2 separate regions of the Mus musculus genome follow, and region 1 is linked to region 2. The links are chromatin contacts, called in public promoter capture Hi-C maps. All regions are on one chromosome and are shown on one strand. The core of a region is the stretch at or near the end of the contact, and the rest is flanking DNA. Distances in the headings are between cores, read along the strand shown.

What was found. Promoter capture Hi-C pulls out the DNA fragments that hold promoters and counts their contacts.
Region 1: a contact with region 2 is called in a promoter capture Hi-C map of hematopoietic stem and progenitor cells, with 2.1 times the contacts expected there. The contact joins two enhancer-like sites. A contact is called at or near these places in 4 of 39 promoter capture datasets (the 3T3-L1 cell line, embryonic stem cells and hematopoietic stem and progenitor cells) and 1 of 9 other capture datasets (liver).

The regions. Positions count from the first base shown.
Region 1 is chr4:33,071,660-33,076,424 of GRCm38.p6, forward strand. The region is part of intron 2 of Gabrr2 (gamma-aminobutyric acid (GABA) C receptor, subunit rho 2); the gene reads left to right. Among named protein-coding and RNA genes, the nearest start is that of Gabrr2, 11 kb to the left of the region's middle. Within about 2 kb of position 1,387, at least 113 of the 459 cell types and tissues checked have an H3K27ac peak or open chromatin away from gene starts, as enhancers often do. A contact at or near this core is called in hematopoietic stem and progenitor cells, where this site is marked.
Region 2 is chr4:32,888,124-32,892,513 of GRCm38.p6, forward strand. All of the region lies in intron 1 of Ankrd6 (ankyrin repeat domain 6), which reads right to left. Among named protein-coding and RNA genes, the nearest start is that of Ankrd6, 61 kb to the right of the region's middle. Within about 2 kb of position 1,373, at least 127 of the 459 cell types and tissues checked have an H3K27ac peak or open chromatin away from gene starts, as enhancers often do. A contact at or near this core is called in hematopoietic stem and progenitor cells, where this site is marked.

The DNA.
Region 1 (4,765 bases), core at 137-2,636, 180 kb after region 2:
TTTTTTCCTTTACCAAGGAGACCAGGCTAATTGTCTTTTGAAAAAAACAAAGCAAAGCAAAGCAAAGCAAAGCAAAGCAAAGCAAAGCAAAGCAAAGCAAAGCAAAGCAAAGCAAAGCAAAGCAAAGCAAAGCAAAGCAAAACAAAACAAAACAAAACAGATAGTGAAGGATCTAGGCCACCTCATTGCCAACTGGGGCTCCTGGTGGTGGAGCCACCATAGTCCAAGGCAGCAGTCACCTTGCTCATGATGAAGTCCCTCACACTTGGTACTGCGTTTCATCATCAGCTTTCCCCTTTGGGGATCAGGGAGGGGACCCCTCCCTGGGACCTGCATTCAGTTGGGTTGGGTTGGGCTGCTGTGACATAGTACCACAGGCATGGTGGCTCAGAAACCGTACACATTCGTTTCTCACAGGTCTGAGATCTAATTGCGCATCCCCTAATAGCATCACGTGGTGTGGTGGGTGATCGGAATTCAGCACTCTCATTTTGTAGGGTGTAAGCATCCAGGCCATGGCAGAGGTGGAAGAGGAGACAGCATGTCTGATACGGAATGAGAACAGCAGAATACACAGACACCCTCAGATAGCCCTAACCACGGGCACGGGAAGGAAGTAAGGGCCAGAGCAGGTTAGAGAGCAGCCTCGGCCAGGGCAACCCAGGCAGGCTACTTATTTTCTTATCTCTGCCCTCTAACATCCTTTAGGATCCCCACCCCACCCCACCCCATTTTCCTAGGGCAGGGATCACCTTCATGCCATACACATTTTCCCGAGGCATCCGTAAGTTGTAGAATATCCTCAGGCCAGCCACCTATCTTTTCTGAGCCTCTGTTTGCCACTTTATAAAATGGGAACAGCAATCAACTTCTGGAGCTGTCCAGACTGACAGATAATATATGCAAAGCCCTTGCTCGTTCATGTCCTCACAGAAAGCCCAGCTGTCAGGCTTCCTCCTGTGTGGCTGTCAAAGGATTTAGAAATTAATTTATCTCACAGGCTTTTGCGTTTTAGAAGGCAATGTATTTAACACGGATTCTGGGTGGAACTCGGGTCATCAGGCTTGTGTGGCAAGTACTTATCTGCTAAGCTAAGTACTTATCTTCAGCAGCCACACTGAGTTTATTTTAGATTCACATAGTATGTATGCCTGCTTGGGGCATGAGGCTGAGGAAACTGGACAGGCCTTTACTAACAATTCAGCTGTGTTAGTTGGGCCAGTGATCCACCTCAGGAGAGAGACTGAGTCTGCTACCTCAGAGGATAGCCGCTGTGGCTGTCTGCTGAGGAAGAAAGGGCCTCACCGACTTGAAAGGAGAACCACAGGAAGTCGTGTCATGGGGACCGGAAGAGGCTGGCCAGAAAAGAAAGGAACCTAGGGAGTGTCTCAGCAGCAAGGCAGGTGCGAAGGATGCAGGGGTGCACAGACTGAGTGCCATCAGCAACAAAGGAAGTAGCTACCACAGCACAGACACGCATGTCTGATTACGAAGTCCAGTGGCTGCTGGGGATTGGACTCAAGTCCTTCGGGAGGGAAATACATGGTCTTAATCGCTGAGCCATCTCTCCAGCCCCTGGAACTTCCTCTATTGCCTGTATTTGGAATTACCTAAGCCTCCTGCTAGTCTCCAATTGCATCTGTGGGTGCACCTCCCAACACTGCGCTATATCTCCTTTCCCTAGTTCTCAGCTCCTGGAGAAACACATCAGCTCCCAACCCCACACCCCAACAGACACACACACACACAGCCCCCAACCCCACACCCAACAGACACACACACACAGAGTCCCCAACCCCACACCCCAAAAGACACACACACACACAGAGCCCCCAACCCTACACCCCAACAGACACACACACACACAGCCCCCAACACCACACCCCAACAGATACACACACAGAGCCCCTAACACCACACCCCAACAGACACACACACACACAGCCCCCAACCCCACACCCCAACAGACACACACACACACAGAGCCCCCAACCCCACACCCCAACAGACACACACACACACAGAGCCCCCAACACCACACCCCAACAGACACACACACAGAGCCCCTAATACCACACCCCAACAGACACACACACAGAGCCCCCAACACCACACCCCAACAGACAAACACACACACACACACACACACACACACACCCTGGCTGCCTGGCTGCACTGCTCCGGGCTTGTAGCAGACACTGTGAAATGTTGAGTTTACTGGTCAGTCAGTGAGGCTGTGTGGACCTGGGGGGTGCTGCACACCTGCAAGGACTTATTCAAGTTAAGCTGAAATGTTATCTATTCTTTTTTCTTGTTTTCTCCCTCCTCCTCCTCTCCCTCCTCCTCTTCTTCCTCCTCTTCTTCCTCCTCCTCCTCTCTCTCTCTCTCTCTCTCTCTCTCTCTCTCTCATCTAGGACTGAAACCAGGGTTCCCCACATGCTAACCACATGTTCTACCACAAAGTAATAATCTAACAATCTGACATCCAAACTGTCAAGTTAAGACAATCAATAAGGAATTATTTTTTAAAAATATTTATTTATTTTTATTTATATGAGTACACTGTAGTTGTCTTCAGACACACCAGAAGAGAGCACCAGATCCCATTACAGATGGTTGTGAGCCACCATGTGGTTGCTGGGAATTGAACTCAGGACCTCTGGAAGAGCAGTCAGTGCTCACAGTAAGGAATTGTTATTACAGTTTTGTTTTTCATTGTAACTAATTTTGTTAGTTTGAGAAAATATCATCATAAAAACAGGCTTTGTGAAGGAGCCTATATCTTGCCTTTGGACCCTTATTCATTTTGATATGGCAGGTTCTCGACAGGTAACACAGGACCCCACAGGTACTCTTTTTCCATATTCACAGTAACTAGGAACACACTCTATTAACAGTGCTTGGGAGTAGCCCCATAGCATTTTGCTGTTGGGCCTTCCTGCTATGTTCTGTGTATGATGGTCTCAATCTTGTTTCTGCCTACTCCACTGGGGAAAGAATACATAACCTACCATGGCCACGTTTGAGCCCAGGCCCAGGTGATGAACCAGGAGCCTTGTTGGGGGAATCTAGGCACCATAGGCAGTTCTAGTGCTGCAGAGATCCACTCTGGATACGTGACAGATAATTGGGAACGAGATTGTCAGTGTGGCCCCTCAGTAATCTAGACACCAGTGTCAGAGGTTGGGAGACAGTTGTTTCTCTGCATGGATTAACCCATCTGTAGGCCTGCCCCCCTGCTCCGTTAGTGCTGATGGTGACGTCAGGAGGAGTAAGGTGCAGGCTGTCCTCTGGGCAAGTGAGCCCTGCCACAGTGACTGTGGCATGCTAACGTAACTGCTTGTGAGGACAGCCTGCTACTTTTTAGCAACGAAAGGTCAATGACTTGAGGGTGAACTGTTGGCAGGAACACACACACAACTGAGAGGCTGCTGCCAGAGATGACTGTCTTGGGGTGTCAGCTATGTGCACAAGCTTTACATGGAGGGGAGAGGAGGAGGGGGCCATGGATAGGACTGGGAGACTCCTAGGTCATACTACAGTGGCTTAGAGGGGGGACGTTGCCTTAGTGACTTTTATCTGGGCATGAAGGGGAGGAAAGAGGTTTAGGTCAAGCCAACCTTACCCAAAAGTTAAAGCTGCAAAGGGGCAGACTCAGTATAGAGGCAGAAATCTAGCCTTCCATTCTGTTCTCATCACCCAGCAGGCACTTTTGACAGGCCTAATGGGGGGGGGGGGATCACTGCTTTCTGCAAAATAGCCCCTGGAAATAGTCTCTGGAAAGTAATTCAGGAAACCCTTGCCACCCTAACCCACAGACTCAAGGCCTTGTCAGCGAAGCTCGTGGGAACTGATACTAGACTGGCAACTGTGTAGCCTCCAGAATCTGTCCCTTTACAACATGACCAAAAAGCAAGATAACCTAGGTGGTGAATTCTGGCTTTCCCTTAATTCTAACCCTGTGTGTAGCATCCATCACAGGCTTTGTACGGACTGTCAAGATTAAAGTACCTCTCTAGTAGGCAGATGAGAAAGCTGAACCTCAGAGAAATATGTGTGCCCAAGGCCACACTAAAGCTAACGATGGAGACAAAACTCAGACCCAGATAGTATGATAATGCCATTGTCTAATTGTTTTAAAATTTGAGATCACATAGTTTTTCAAAAGTTGGTTTCCCAGAATAAGGATAATTTAGTTTTTCCATCTATATCATATAAACACTTGAGTTACATGCGTGTGCGCATGTGCAAATACACAAAACCCCGGGCTTTTTTCCCCCAGAGGCTCCAGGATGTTTCCCACTTGTCTGCTTTACCCAGATGATGTCAGTGGGCAGGGCCAGGGCATCAGCAGTCAGCATCAGGCAGGTGGTATGAAGGATAACTAAGGTGGTGAGGGGAGATGCAAGGCAAGAAGGGAGAGGGGGGGAGGGGGAGGGGGAGGAGAGAGAGAGAGAGACAGGGAGGGAGAGAGAGAGAGAGAGAGAGAGAGAGAGAGAGAGAGAGAGAGAGAGAGAGAGAGAGAGAGAGGAGGCTCTTCACTCTATCTGGAGCTTGTTAGGTCATGTAACCTCAAAAGGGGCGTGGCCACTTCCATGGTCTTGTTCACTCTCTGGTTTTGGTCATTCTTACAGCAATCACTTCGTCCAATTGAAGAACTAACTGGTTGAGGAGGCCAGGAATGACTTATTCAGAGACTGCTTCCCTAGTCTACATAAACCCAAGAATGACCTCATTCTTGCCCATCTGCAGGGCCACAAAGCCT
Region 2 (4,390 bases), core at 123-2,622:
GATTAAAGGCGTGCGCCACCACACCCGGCTACGGTGGTTTTTTTACATAAGGGAAGAACCTAGCACCCTGTAAGCATTCGCCTCTCTCATTCACTGGATGACACTTGAGCAACCCGGAAATGGCAGAGACAACAGCAAACCCAAGAAGCTCCCTGCCCTCATTGAGCCTCACGTCTGCTGGAGCCTGACTCTGGTGGAGGAGCTGTGTGTGTGAAGTGTGCTGTGAAGAGAGGGTAGAGGGTGTAGTGGTGACGCACACCCGAGGGAACAGACCTCCCTGTGAGGTCAGGGAGATGCCCTGCACGGAAAGGGGATTTCAGCAGGTACATGATTAAACAGAATAGGCCGGACAAAGGGGCACTCCAGATGAAGTAAACTGCGTGACCAAAGGCCCGGAGTGCTCACTGGAGAAGCTAGAGGACACCTAGGATGACAGATGACAAGACTTAACTATCCTTCCAACCAGAACGTACTCATTTGTCCCTGTGTCTCACTTTAGTGATTCTGCTCTCGCCTTTCTGCAGCCTAACAGTGGCATAGCTGTGAAAGCAGAGGCTAAGGAAAAGATCAGACCCAATACACTGGCTGGAGTCCCAGGCAGGAGCAACCCTCTCGCCCCAGGAGATGGACGCATCTCTCAGGCCAAGGAGCTGTCCTGCCTCCTCCCACAGACTCACAGTTCTCTCCGGGATGTGCTGCAGTAAAGATTCATCTTGAATCCTTCACTTATAGTCCTAAGGCACACCGAGGATAACAAGGTCTCCCATGGATGCCTAATATTGCATTCTGTGCATGCATGGTAAGAATAAACCCAACATATAGCCTTTTTACAAAAGATTTTGTTTCATTTTTAATTCTGGGCAGGTGTGTGTGCGCCTGTGTGGGGCATATACCAGTAGAAGCACCAGGAGGCCAGAGGTGTTAATACTCAGGAGCCAGAATTGCAGGCAGCTATGAGCTGCCCAACGTGGGTGCTAGGAACCGAACTCGGGTCTTCTACAAGAACAGTATGTGTTGTTAGTTGCTGAGCCATCTCTTCAGTCTGATTCCTGGCATTCAAACATGGAAATGGGATGAATAGATTTTCTAGAAGCAACTCTTTGACTTTTATATGGTTCAACTGCTGCCAGGACCTCTCTATCTCCACAAGCTAAGATTTCCCGTGTCGGTTTCTCTTGACTAGTGTCAGAGCGAGCAAGCCCTCTCTGGCCAGGCATCCCTTCCTCTCCCCCTCTGCCCTGGCTTCCACCTGCTGGCCCTGACTGACTCTATATTGGAGAGCTGCCAGGGGGTGACTGAAGCTGTCTGGGAACTGTACAAAGCAGAGCTCCCTGACGCTGTGCCTCTGAAAGGAAACCAGGCTACTGAACTCCCCGCTGCACAGAGAGAATGCATTACTTACATAACGTCACCACGGAATCAGGCCAAACCGAAAGGGATTCCAAACAACTGCTTACTTTCCCCTTCCTTAGCGATAGTAAGGTTCTCAAGGGGACTGGAGAGATGGCTCGGCGGTTCAGAGCTTGAGTTCAGTTCTCAGCACCCTCATCAGACGGCCCACAACTGCTACATCTTTAGCTCCTGGGGATCAGCCACCTCTAGCTCCCGTGGGCACATAAACCTCACACAGGGGATCTGTACTGGGGATTACCTTCTCTGCTTTACATTTCTTCCTTTTCAGGCTTTCAGACTTAAGCTAGAATCTCTGCTCTCCAGTCTACTGTGACAAATGGTTCCACTTCTCAATCCCTATAAACGTGTGAGCCTTCTGAGTCTCCTAGAGTTATATGAACAAGTAGCTCCTAGTGATTGTGTCCCTCTGGAGACCCTGACTACGAAACAGTTGGGGAGTTCTAACTCCATACCCGACTCGGAAAATGGCCCATGGAACATCCATTGCCCTGCAGGGTTAGAACCATCAAGAAACAGGGAGGCTGCCACCCCATCCTCAGCAGTAGCCACAAGCTGCAACTTGAGGAGGCATATTTCAGAGCCTGCAAACAGAACCGATGAGGGCTGACAGCTCCTGGGACTCCCTCCCAGAGATACATCATTTTTACAGATAAAAAGGTTGGAGCGCAGCTCAACAACAGCGGGAGGCTCGAGCTCCTATTTCTGGTTCATGGAGGTCCTATCTTCCTGGCTCTACATGTCAGAAACAGGGCTTGTAGGGAAAGATGGATAGGGCAGACCATTCAAACCACTTAAGATAATTCAAAACTGAGCCCATGACAAACAAAGCACACACAAAACCAGTCACGAGCAAGCTAGCTGCTCGTGAAGAAAGAAGATTGCCACCAAAGAACTGAAAGTATGCAAAACAGCAACAGGGAGACAGGCAGGAGGCGAGCGAGGACAAGCCATTTCTAGGGAGGAAGCCTGGGCAGGGGCTCTGAAGGGAGATGGCCTACGTGTGCAAAGCTGAACTGAGGGAACCGAGCTCTCCTTCTGGGGAGGCCTGTGCATGCTGACTTCACTCACTTTGAGTGAAAAACATAGAAACTGACATCATTTAACAGCCAACCAATCACACAAGCTCATTTTATTACAAAAACATGCTTGGTAGCCAAACAGACTACACCCTTATCAGACACCAGAGACAGAAAATTTATTCTCGGATTAGGATTCCTAAGGCTTTATTAGTGCTGGAAATGGCAGTGTAGAAGCTTCACACATTCACGGTTCCATTCTCAGCACTTTGGCCAGCTATGCCTCTTCACCGACTGCTGCCCACTGCCAAGAAGCCTCTCTGTGGCTTTGCCACTTTTTATTCTGTACCTATGTGTGCCCGGGACTACCTCCCAACTGTCTGCAGGTCATCCCGCCATAAACTGGTCCCACAGCAGGGAAGGGCATTTTGAATTGCCTCCTGTTTGTCTTTTCCAGGACAGTCTCTGGAGGCAAAGTTTGTCCTTGACTCACCATGAGCCAGGCATCCCAGGCCTCTCCCATGATGGCAGCTGCCTGCTGATGCTAAGAAATGACTGAAGGGAGGACAGGGACTGCCTCTAGGTATGGCTGAGTTGAAGGCGTTCATTGTAGATGAGGGAGAGAAAAGGCAGAGGTATCTGGAAGAGTCCATGAGAGGAGAGAGATGGGGAAGACTGAGAGAAGGAGCAAAAGAGAGGGGGCCAAGACACAGAGCAGAGGACCAAGAGGCAAGCCAAGAGAGCCTGTGGCTGAAATAGCAGGGCTATATAGGAAAGAGAAGCTGGGGGCAGGGAAGGGGAGCCCCTGGGCTGGAGAGGTTTAGAATAGGAGACAAGGTATGCCAGCCAGGGTAAAAGATGCTTGCTGAGAGAACCTAGAGGCCAACACCCGCTTGGGTATGCTAATAGGCACTATCATTAGCCTTGTGTCTGCCGTTTCCTTGGTACCTGACAAAAAGCAATTGGCCTTGAAGAAACAAGAGGGAAGATACGGGCCTTTCCTAGCGCAAACCTTACCACCAACAGTGTGTTTATTGTCCGCTTTGTTGACAACTGCAGCCAAACGCACACTACAGCATACACGGTAGTTTCCAAAGACAAGAATACGGCAGCGGACTACTGCGGTAGCTCCAGCTCTCTGAGACTTGCTGTTTTCTTCTCCCCTCTGCTAGCCAGGGCCCACCATCATCCTGTATCTCAGTCTAGAAATGTCTGCTGTGATGGCTAGAGTTTAACGGACAGAACATAGAATATCCTGGGAGACGTGTGGGCATGTCTCTGGGCATGCCTGTGACAGATTACCTGAAGAAGACCTGCCCACTGTGGGTGGCACCATCCCTGGCTAGGATCCTGGACTGTATACATGGAGTAGGTATTGATTGATCTCTTCTCCCTCCCTGTGGTTGAGTTGCCTAAAACTCCTGTACCCTGACCTCTATCATCCTGAATATATAGGACTTTGCACTGTGAGCTAAACTGAAACCCTTCTGTCTTCAAGTTGCTTTTGTTAGGGTTTACTTCAATAATAGGAGAAAACATGAAGACAACTAGCCTGGAGCAGGGCTGTCCCTGCACCCTTGCCTCCCTGACCTGCCACAGGCTGCTATCTGAAGTGGGGAGGGTGTGTGCAGGGCATTGCCACTCTAGGCTTGGCCTTCCTGTTCAGATGCCTCCACTAATGAGCTCATGCTTGAGTCCAGAAAGGTGGACTAGGTGGGCAGAGCTCAAGGCTCTAGAACTAAGAAATGGTATTAGGCCATGGTGTGCTTCTAAACCAGGAAGCAGAATCCTTCCACAGATTTCACAGAGCACGAATACAGTAAGTCAGTAAGAAAGAGACAAGTAACACAGACTGACATGTGAGTCCCCACTTCATGACCCGTCAGGAAAAGCCATCACATTTTCAGGATGACATACCCCATTCTAATTTCTTTCTTTACAAAAATAAGAATTAAAAAATG